Regions from separate parts of the Zea mays genome. Here region 1 is linked to region 2. A link is a contact called in public Hi-C data. All regions are on one chromosome and are shown on one strand. The core of a region is the stretch at or near the end of the contact, and the rest is flanking DNA. Distances in the headings are between cores, read along the strand shown. Region 1 holds the start of LOC100272851 (eukaryotic translation initiation factor 3 subunit 3). Region 2 overlaps LOC100280503.

Region 1 (4,854 bases), core at 603-3,102, 150 kb before region 2:
ATCACTTGTGGTAGTTAAAAAGTTCATACTTGTCACATGGCATGAGCAAGTATTATGTGCTCCACATGTCATAGAGTGAAAGTAGTGCATGTACATACACGCCCACCAACGCCGATTGCATGATCATCAATAAAGCATAGCAATCAATACTGATCAGCAAAATTTACAGTGGCAGCAGCCTGATTACTCCTACCTACCCAACCCCCAAAAAGATCTTGCAATCTTCAAATAACTTGTGCTCCCAAAATATGACCAAATACAAGGTTCCAGCAATTTTGGTTAACAGTCCTTGATTTAGGTAGGATAATAAATCTGTGAAGTCATTTTAGCACGTGAATTTTCAAAATTGTTAGTTTCAACAGGTAGAATATCAAAGACATTATCCACCAGTTCTCGGTACCACATAACAGAAAATGTATCTCGCAATTTCATTTAAAGCTACTTCATACGTGCCTATATTGTTCTGCTGCATAATAAAAATAAAACATAAAAAACATAGTAAAATTAAAGTGATATGAAGAGACACTTATGGCCAAGAAAAAGGTCAATTGTGAACATATCAGTCATACATACTCAAGAGCTACTATTTACTTGTCCAAGATCATTAAATATATAATCCACAAGTAGCCAAGAAGATGAATTTTGTGTCAATGTGCATGTCAAAAGAACTCAATCCACCACTGATTATTTCTAAATCAATTGAATATTGATATGGTACTAGATATTAGATTAAATTGAAATTAGCTTAGCTTACCATCCAATAGTATTGTTGTCAACATTAACTTCCCTCAAACACCTCATCATCTCAAGCTGATAATTGGCACCATCTGCATCTGCTTCATCATCCTCTTCCCTCATCTTCAGTAAAAAATAGTAAGATAGCCATTAGCCTATAAAATGTGAAAGAACAACTACTACCCTGGAAGACCTTAGCAGAAAAATACATAATCAGTACAGAGCTGCTTAGAATGTTAAGGAGCAAGGGCTCACAGGGAATGGAAAACAGTTGGTCACTTCCAGAACACTACCGACATCCAAACCAAGCAATTGACCTGTAACTAAAGCAGGCGCAAACTCCTCACAGTGCTTAATGATCTTCAGTACAGCCTGCAAAAATAGCATTATTGTGAAAACAAATAACACAGTGCTTGTGGAATTAAGATACAAAGAATGCTTCCTGCTACAGGGAAATTTATCCCCTAAAAGGAAAGGGTTTACTTTCCCCTGATTTCGATCCCCAATACATCTGACTCTATGCGAACAGATTCGTCCTCTGAGCACGCCTAAGTTTCTCAAATCTCGAATGCCAAAACGCAAGCACAAACAGCAGACTGGGTGGGGTTCGGAAGTAATTACCAGGCCCTCCATCTGGACGACACGGAGCGGCGTCCGCGTCTCCTCGGTGACCGTAGACACGGCCTGCAGGAACGACCTCACTCCTCCCGGTGCCGCTGCTGCAAGCCAGCCAACCAGATCCAAGGTTAGCGCACGAGATGACGAGAGAGAGGCTAAGGAAAGGCTTCGGAAAATCGGAAGTCCCTTACAGTTAGCCATGGCAGCTCGTAGATCGTTGGGCGGCGGTGCGCTGGCGTGAGGATGCGTGCGCGCTTGGAGGAACGGATCGAGGGAAAGGAGAGCGGCGGCTGGGAATTCTAGGGTTTTTTGTCTGCGGGGAGAGCAGAGAGCAGGACGTTCGAGTCCAGTTGATATATATAAGGTGGGGCGCGGATCTGCTCGGTTCGTTAAAAAAGATTTAAATCTCTTATATTGAAACCGGATAGGGATTCACGCGGAGTCCGCACTCCACGAATTCGGCAACGCGCGTGCCGACGCGTTCTGTGCCTGGATTTGCTTGGATCCAAAATCGTCGTCTCCAACCGTTCTCCCACATTTCTTCATCTATCTCACCACGGGTCATGTCCCCGCGCGCAACAACCTCCGCCACATTTGTCGCCAACAACCTCCCGCCGCGCCCGCCGCATGGTGCCGGCCATCCGCCCCTGCCATCCTCATTTTATACAGATTTACTCTGTTAGTAAAAATATGGTTGATACTATTGATCCTTCTATCATATTGGCTAATTTTGTTCTTTTTTCCTCATGTAATGCAATGTAACGCAGAGGGAGATAAAAATCCCAGTCCTTGTTGGGATTACAGTACTATTTATTGTTCACGTTATTGGTGCTACGAGAATGGGTACCTTATAATACCTCACCGGCCGGCCAAACAAATGTAATATGGTGAGTGGTGACTACAAACAACGTTGAATGTCCAATCTGTATTTGACTTTTGGTTCTGAATGATTCAGAATACAATCTGTTGTTCAGCCAGTGAAAGCCTCAAGGCTATCCACATAAAGCCAGCTCGCCTATTGCAGTCATTATCTATACCTAAATGTAAATGGGAGAAGATTAGTATGGATTTTATTACTGGACTTCCTATTACTAAAAAAGGCAATGACTCAATATGGGTGATTGTGGATCGACTCACTAAGAGAGTGATTGATTTTTATGGACTAATGTTTAGTCCCTACATTTTATTCCATTTTAGTATCTAAATTGTCAAATATAGAAACTAAAGCTCTATTTTAGTTTCTGTATTTGACAATTTAAAGACTAAAATAGAATAAAATAAAGGAACTAAAGATTAGTCACTCAAAACCAAACACCCTCTAAATCAGCTCATTTTCTGCATGTCAAAACAACGTATAGATCACTGAAGTATGCAGACATTTATATCGCGGAAATTATTCGACTACATGGAATTTCAAAAACCATTGTGTCGGACCCTAGGACACAATTTACCACTCACTTTTGGGAACAACTACAGAAAGGTTTGGGGACTAAGCTCGTGCATAGCTCAGCTTATCACCCTCAAACATCGGGACAGACCAAGAGGATAAATCGGATTCTCGAAGATATGCTAAGAGCTTGTGTGCTATTGTCGAAAGGATCATGGGAATCGTGGCTACCGTTGGACGAGTTTTCCTACAACAAACGTTACCAAAGCACCATAAAGATGGCACCATTTGAAGCATTGTACGGAAGAAGGTGTAGAATGCCTGTCAATTGGGTCGAAGCCGGAGAACGAAGATTCTATGGCAACGACTTAATTAAAGATACAGTTGAAAAGTTATCGAGTTTATGTTATACGAATATGAACTATAACATTTAACATTTAACTCATCATAATCACATTACTCTACATTTATGAGATATAAATTAGAGCTAATATTTAGTTTCGGTTAATCTACTACACTAACAGCTGTCGGTTAATTAATTAATCAATTAATTAATATGAGCGATTCTAAGCGAAGTGGATTAACGACGCACGGCAAAGCGCGCCACTACGAAAGGGGGCGCGACGCGCACAACAGCAAACGAAAAATGCGCAGATGTAGCAATGAGGGCGCTGGCTACGGCGCACGACGCGAACGCGGTAGCGAGGCGATGGCGGGGCTACGCGCAAGGGTAGACATCTATGGATAGATGTCTAGGGGTAGACAGTGATGGGGGTAGATGAGGGCGGCGTTTCTCTCCTCGGGGTGAAGCTCCAATTGGCTAGCATGACGAGGAACGGTGCCGAGCTTCGCATGACCCCTGATGTGGGCTCGCAGACGCTTCCGTGTGGTGGCTCGGCGAGGCGTCGACGCGACTCGACAACGGTGATGGCGAGCGCGATACACAACGCGGCAAGGTAGACACAACATATGTAAACTACTAACATATATCGTGTTTATACTAAACAAGTATTACATAAAAAAATATTTAAATTGGTATTAATCAAGTTAACATTTATTTATAAAAGCGCCAATTAAAAACTATAAATTAGTTTCAATTGGAAAACCAATTTAAAACGTTAGTTAAACAAATATTTAATAAACTATTTAAAACATGTGAGATGATGAAACAATATTTTTAAAGTGTAGATAACGTTAATACGAATCTAACGAAATTTGAATGGGATAAAATGGATATTTAATGCAAAATACATTAACGTTTAACGACCTGTGCGACATGTCTAATTTTTATTGGCCAAAACTAGCCACATGAACGGCCACACGGACATGGTCGCAAAAGATCATAGGGTCAGGTGTGGGCGGTTTTCATCCCATGTGTGTCCACGATCATTCTTGCAGCCAACCAAATGTGGACACGTGGCCACGATGGGCCCGTTCTCCTTCCCTGGTCACATGAACGAAGGAAGCGCAGAGACAGTTTTCTTTTCTTCAACTTGCAGTTGCAGTATGGGGCAGCACAACACAGGGTGACAGGGGAGGAGGCGGCGCCGGCTGAAACGAACACGCCGGTGGCCAGGTCTGGCGACGCGCCAGAGCAGCGCGGGCAGGCCGCGGCAAGCGGCTGCAACAGCAGACGGTGGCGGCGAGGTGGGGCTGGGAAGCGCCACTGTCCATCAGGCGGGTGCAACGGCGCTCGCCGGAGTGATACGCACGACCATGTCAGAGGGACACGGCGGCTGCTGCGCACGTAGGCAGGGGAGGGCGCATAGCTATGCGCCATGGCCGGCTACACGGCGGGCGGCGGCTCGCCGAGGCCGAGCGCGGCTACCAAGCGCGACGGCTCGCACGATGCGGCGTAGCGCGGATAGGGGCTCATAACCAGGTGGCTTGCTGGAGCACGGTATGCAGGGGGAAATTGTGGTGCCATGGCGGCTACGGGCGAAGGAAACACAGAAACGAAGAACGGGAAAGTAGAATGGATGAAAAATGCTCACTGGAGGGCTCGTCGGAGACGAAAGACTCGCCGGCGTCGTGGAGCAACGCAGCGGTGGCAGGGTCGACGATGTAGATGAACCAGTGCAAAATGTATGAGGACGAGTGGACGACGCGGTTGC
Region 2 (5,405 bases), core at 2,820-5,319:
TTGATTTGCAAAAACAAACCAAGTGGTGGCAAAGAATGATCCAAATATGTCAAATCTTGTGCAAAAATGATTTGGTCCTCATTTGCATTGATGTTGCACTTATTTTGGTTACTTTTTGATGTGTTGGCATAAATCACCAAAAAGGGGGAGATTGAAAGGGAAATGTGCCCTTGGGCAATTTCTATAATGTTTTGGTGATTAAGTGCCCAACACGTTTAATTAAGTTCTTATGTGCCAAATAAAGTGAGAAGTGAAAATCAAGGCAAAAGGTATGTTTCTAGACTTGGTGAATTGTTTAATGTACTAACATGGTTATCCAAGTGCTAGAAACAGTGACTAAAGAAGAAGAGAGGAAAAGGGAAAGACTTGGCTCTGTGCAGCCAAACTTCAGCTCGGTCTGGCACACCGGACTGTGCGGTGGTGCACCGGACAGTGTCCGGTGCGCCAGGCTGGTTCGCGGTGAACTCGCCGCTCTCGGGAAAAGGATCAGCGGCGTACGGCTAAAATTCACTGGACTGTCCGGTGAACCAACGGTCGCCAGCGCAATGGTTGGCCACACAATCTTCACGCGACAAGTGGTCGCGCCAACGGTCGGTTGGGCACACCGGACTGTCCAGTGCGCCAACCGATCCCGAGGACCAACGGTCGGCTGTTCTCCGTATGAAAAGAAATCGAGCACCGGACATGAACAGTAGCTGTCCGGTGCACCGGACTGTCCGGTGCACCACACGACAGAAGGCAATATTGGCCTTCCAAGATTGTCTCCAACGGCTCCTAGCTGCCTTGGAGCTATAAAAGGGACCCCTAGACGTATGGAGGAGACACCTAAGCATTCACTAAGCATTCTAAGACTCCCACACTCCGCCTCCGCGCATTTGATCGATTGTGTTAGTGATTTGAGCTCCGTTCGAGTTGTGAACTCTCTATGCTACGTTTCGAGCTCAAGTCTTGGCTTGTGTGCGTGTGTGTGCTGCGGATTTGTGTGTTGTGTGTGTTGCTCTCCTAGCCTTACTCTTGTGCCTTCTTTGTGATCTTTATTGTAAGGGCGAGAGGCTCCAACTTGTGGAGATTCCTCGCAAACGGGAGAAAGACTATAAGGAAGAAAGCCGTGGTATTCAAGTTGATCGTCGGATCACTTGAAAGGGGTTGAGTGCAACCCTCGTCCATTGGGACGCCACAACATGGAAGTAGGCAAGTGTTACTTGGCCGAACCATGGGATAAAATCGCGTGTCTCTTGTGTTTGTTTTCTCTGTGATTGTTTTGTCCACAAGAACTCGCCTCAAAACTACTTAGTCGCACTAACACTTCTATAACTAAGTTTTGTGGCTATTTAGTGTTTAATTTTACAGGATCACCTATTCACCCCCCCTCTAGGTGCTCACAATTATCCTCTACTGTGAGTAGTTAAATTCCGATACAATAATATGGGCAGTAAATCATCTATCTTTGCAGTTGGTACATATAGTGACAACATATGCTTATGTGGTCACTAGATTATGATATTTGTGGAGTCTTGAAGGATTCAAAATATATAATCACTAATCACAAATTTGCAATGCTTGGAAAGTCTTTGTGACTTAGAGCATTCAGGTCAAATATGGTACATTCGAGCTAGTGAATCCTTCCTTCCGAAGGGATACACGAAGAGTGGTATGTTTAGTGCAAATATGTGCAGCATATTTATAAACATACATTCCTTATCGACGAAGTTCGAGATAGAGGATATGAATTGAAAAGATTTTCAATTCAAAGTAAAGTATCTTGAGTATATTAGATACAAAGTTGTTTATATCCAACATATATTGAAGAAATTCAATATGAAAGAATCATGGTTATTTGATTCTTTCAGATCATGAGATGTGATATTGTATCTTGCAAGAGCATCCGGTCGGATATTGATTTGCAATGATTTGCTAGCTAACAGCACATGAGATCGAGTTATGATCTCCATATGTACTCATGCTCTCCTTATGTTTGGATATATTGATCTTGGATATCTATAGAAGATCCCCAGGTACAAGATCAATGACATACTTTTGGTAAGTTGGACCTACTGTTTGATAAATGTCTATCAACAAAGATTAGTGGTCACTTACACTAATCATTTTGTAGCACACTTCGTGGGATTGTACAGAATGATATACTACATACTGAGGATATGTGGTAGTCATGATTTTATGTCACTGACCTTATTATTTATGAAGATAATATTACTTTGTGTTGTTTAGATAAAAAACAAGTTACGAACTAAGTCTCTACTTTACTCCACATTTTAAATGTGTTTGAGAGCAGGTATGGGATGACTTAGTGATTTGTAAAGATCAGGGGGAGTTTCCTCTTGATCGGAAGAACTTGTTCTTACATCATGTTGTACTCTTTTCTTTGCATGAGTTTTTCCCCTGTTTGGGTTTCTCATTCAAAGTTTTTAACGAGGCAACATCAACACAAGTCCTATGTCGTATCATCTATTTTTCCCGTAGAGGTTTTTCAAGGATGACACATTATGGCATAGTTATTGTTGTATTTGAACTAGGATATGAGTTTATCTCCCTAAAGTTCAAATGGATCAACAATAGAGTATGACTACTCTCCTTATTTTTCCCACTGGGTTTTTAAGGAGACTCGGCTGATATGTTGATTTCTCAGATTTTCTGACAAGATTGTCTTGAAGAAATATTAGACTGAGTTATATGTCTCATCATTTATTTTCTCTGTAGGGAGTTTCTGAGATGTTGACTTTAAACGTATTATTGTTCTTTGGGCTAGAGGTCCATAGGAGAACAATGGCATGTCATGGTTCAATTGAACCACCGACGATTATCTATAAGGATAATTGAGCTTGTGTTGTTCAGATGGAAACAGGAAAATGGAAATATTAACATCTTGCAAACAAAGTCTTGTGATAATCTTGTTGGTCTATTCACAAAATCTATATCATACTCCACGTTTCAGAAATGTGTTGAGAGGATTGGTATGAGAAGACTTAAGTGATTGCAAGAATCAGGGGGAGTAATTCTCTGTGATATTTGACCTGTTTTGAATCATCATATTACACTTTTTATTTGTATGAGTTTTGTCTTGTTAAGGTTTTCTCATCCAAAGTTTTTAATGAGGTAATATCAAGTAAGTTATATGCTTCATCATTGATTTTTTTCCCACGGTGGTTTTTATGCATGATGATTACAAGCATATTTTTTTTGGAGTACAAGTGAGATTATTCTCATTATCCAAAAGACATTGTGTACTCCTTATTTTTCCCCACAGGGTTTTTGAGGAGATGATATATTGAAAGACGGCTTGCAGATGATCAAATGTACTTGAATTGATTAAGGGGGAGTGTTACAATAGTTGTGATCAATCCCCTCCATGGGGTGCGACACGTTCTCACTAAGGGCTAGTTTGGAAACTCAGATCTCTTTCGGGATTGAAGGGGATTGGAGAGGAAATTAGTTCATTTCTACCTTAATCCCCTCCAATCCCGAAGGGGATTTGAGGTTCCCAAAGTAGCCCTAAGGGACACACCACTTGGAGAGACACTGATTCGCTTGTATATAAGCATTGTCTTCCCTGTAATAAAGTGATTGTCTCTGTCATTTTGTCTGTCTCCCTCTCCACTGAGCAATAGACTGCAACAGAGAGCAATGCAAGTTGGAACTGCGGAGCATGCGGCGTCACGAAGAGGAAGAGGAAGAGCATATGTTGGTGCCTTGGTGGCGCACACGGCTTCACGAGCAGCGGATGCGGCGCGGCGACACGAAACCTCCAATTCGCCAAGCGGGCCATCTCCACGGGGAGGAAGAGGGCAATGCCTTGGAACCGCGGAGCATGCGGCGTCACAGGGAAGAAGAGCAGATGTTGGATGGCGCACTCGGCTTCACGGGCGGAACACGGCGGTGTGTGGACCAGCCAACCTCGCGCGGGCACCGAGCAATAGGGAGCGGGCACCGCTACCGCTGGCTGGACAAGGAAGAAGAGAGCGAATCTGGGGGCGGTTGTAGCGGCCACAACGTGTGGAGGGAGAAGGCAGCGCAAGCGGCATCTTGTCGTTGAAGAACAGTGCCATGACAGATCCTTGTGTCTTCCTTAACTTTGACTTTGTCTAACAGGTAACGGGTTCGGTTGGTGTTGCACTATCCAGCGACAAATAAAAAGAAACGGAGAGAGTTTCTATCTACACGTTGGCACGAGCGCATGGCCAGAAAGGATAGCAGGTTTTAGTAAAAGAGATGCACCATAAGACTCTTAGAATAGGAGCGAACACTAATTATTTTATTTAATATGTTAATAAGAAATTAAAATGAAGACCTTATCATATTAAGGCTCTATTTAACACAACTTAGTTTACATCTTCACATTTAACTCTGATATCATATTAGGGCTTTATTTAACACAACTTAGTTTACAGCTTCTTAGAAGATTTAAAAGATTGTACCAAACAAGACCTTTCTTTTCTATAGCATCTTATCGTTATCGACGCTTCTCGTAATAAACTAAAAGCAGACAATAAGCTGTTTTTCATTAAACATGGCCTAAGTCGCATGCACTACCTGTTAAACCTAAAACCTTTAAACTGATAAGACGAGATAGACAATTCCAACAGTACCTACCATTTGACAACAGCCCAAATCGAGAACGAAAACAAGCTACACTATGGACTTCAAACTGAGCGTCACAAAAATACTAATGGAGAAAATTGGTTTATACGGCAACGCATACATATGCAAGTACATTAAGTATCACGAGCTAACCATCTGGTCCATGGAAACATTAAGTAGAGGACAGGCACGCCCATGTAAAGGTACATCACAAAATTACGATTTTGAGCAGTATCACAAGCTAATTCTAACAGCATTCATCACAGCCCAGTCTTCTAATCCTCATGCAAGGCCTTCATCAGGTATAGCCTGTCGAAATTCTGACCAGCAACCCTGCCAATGTGACACAAATTACGATCAATATATGAGTGCACTATGAAGCACAGGAAATCAATCCTAGGGGTAAACAGAACTACAAAAGCAGTATTTCATTTATTAATTTAATGTACTATTGCCAGAAAAGTGGGGGGGTGGGGATGCAGCGCTATACACTACTGGGGATACAAGTGGACAACCCATCGACTCGATCCATTTTTTGTTATTTTTATATAAAAATGTGTACAAACTACAAAATAAACTGAAAAATGAAACCCCAATTCAATGGAATGGGCTTCTCGGTCGACCCAAGCATCCCTCCATTCCCAGTATGTTTCACTCATTCCATCTCTCGAAGGAATGAGCATTCTATTTTGTGATGGTGTATTGGCGTGCACCAACCTGATTTCTAATGCAGCTTCCAAATTGCCAGGTAATTTAGCCAAGGAAAGCAGGTTGCATTTGCAAAAATTGTATAACATATAACAATAGGT

Evidence for each region. Hi-C and Micro-C count contacts between places; a contact is called where the count stands out from the background.
Region 1: a contact with region 2 is called in a Hi-C map of leaf, with 8 times the contacts expected there. The contact joins the promoter of LOC100272851 here to the enhancer-like site in region 2. A contact is called at or near these places in 4 of 25 Hi-C or Micro-C datasets (ear, leaf and an unstated tissue).

Annotation. Positions count from the first base shown.
Region 1 is chr10:110,012,003-110,016,856 of Zm-B73-REFERENCE-NAM-5.0, reverse strand. LOC100272851 (eukaryotic translation initiation factor 3 subunit 3) reads right to left here and starts at 1,852. Exons shown (of 12, transcript NM_001147304.1): 1 at 1,545-1,852; 2 at 1,357-1,454; 3 at 991-1,107; 4 at 755-858. The coding sequence starts at 1,554.
Region 2 is chr10:109,861,810-109,867,214 of Zm-B73-REFERENCE-NAM-5.0, reverse strand. LOC100280503 reads right to left here. Exons shown (of 12, transcript NM_001153423.1): 12 at 4,683-4,929. The coding sequence ends at 4,872. Among protein-coding and RNA genes, the nearest start is that of LOC100280503, 23 kb to the right of the region's middle. Within about 2 kb of position 4,069, at least 12 of the 20 cell types and tissues checked have an H3K27ac peak or open chromatin away from gene starts, as enhancers often do. A contact at or near this core is called in ear and leaf, where this site is marked.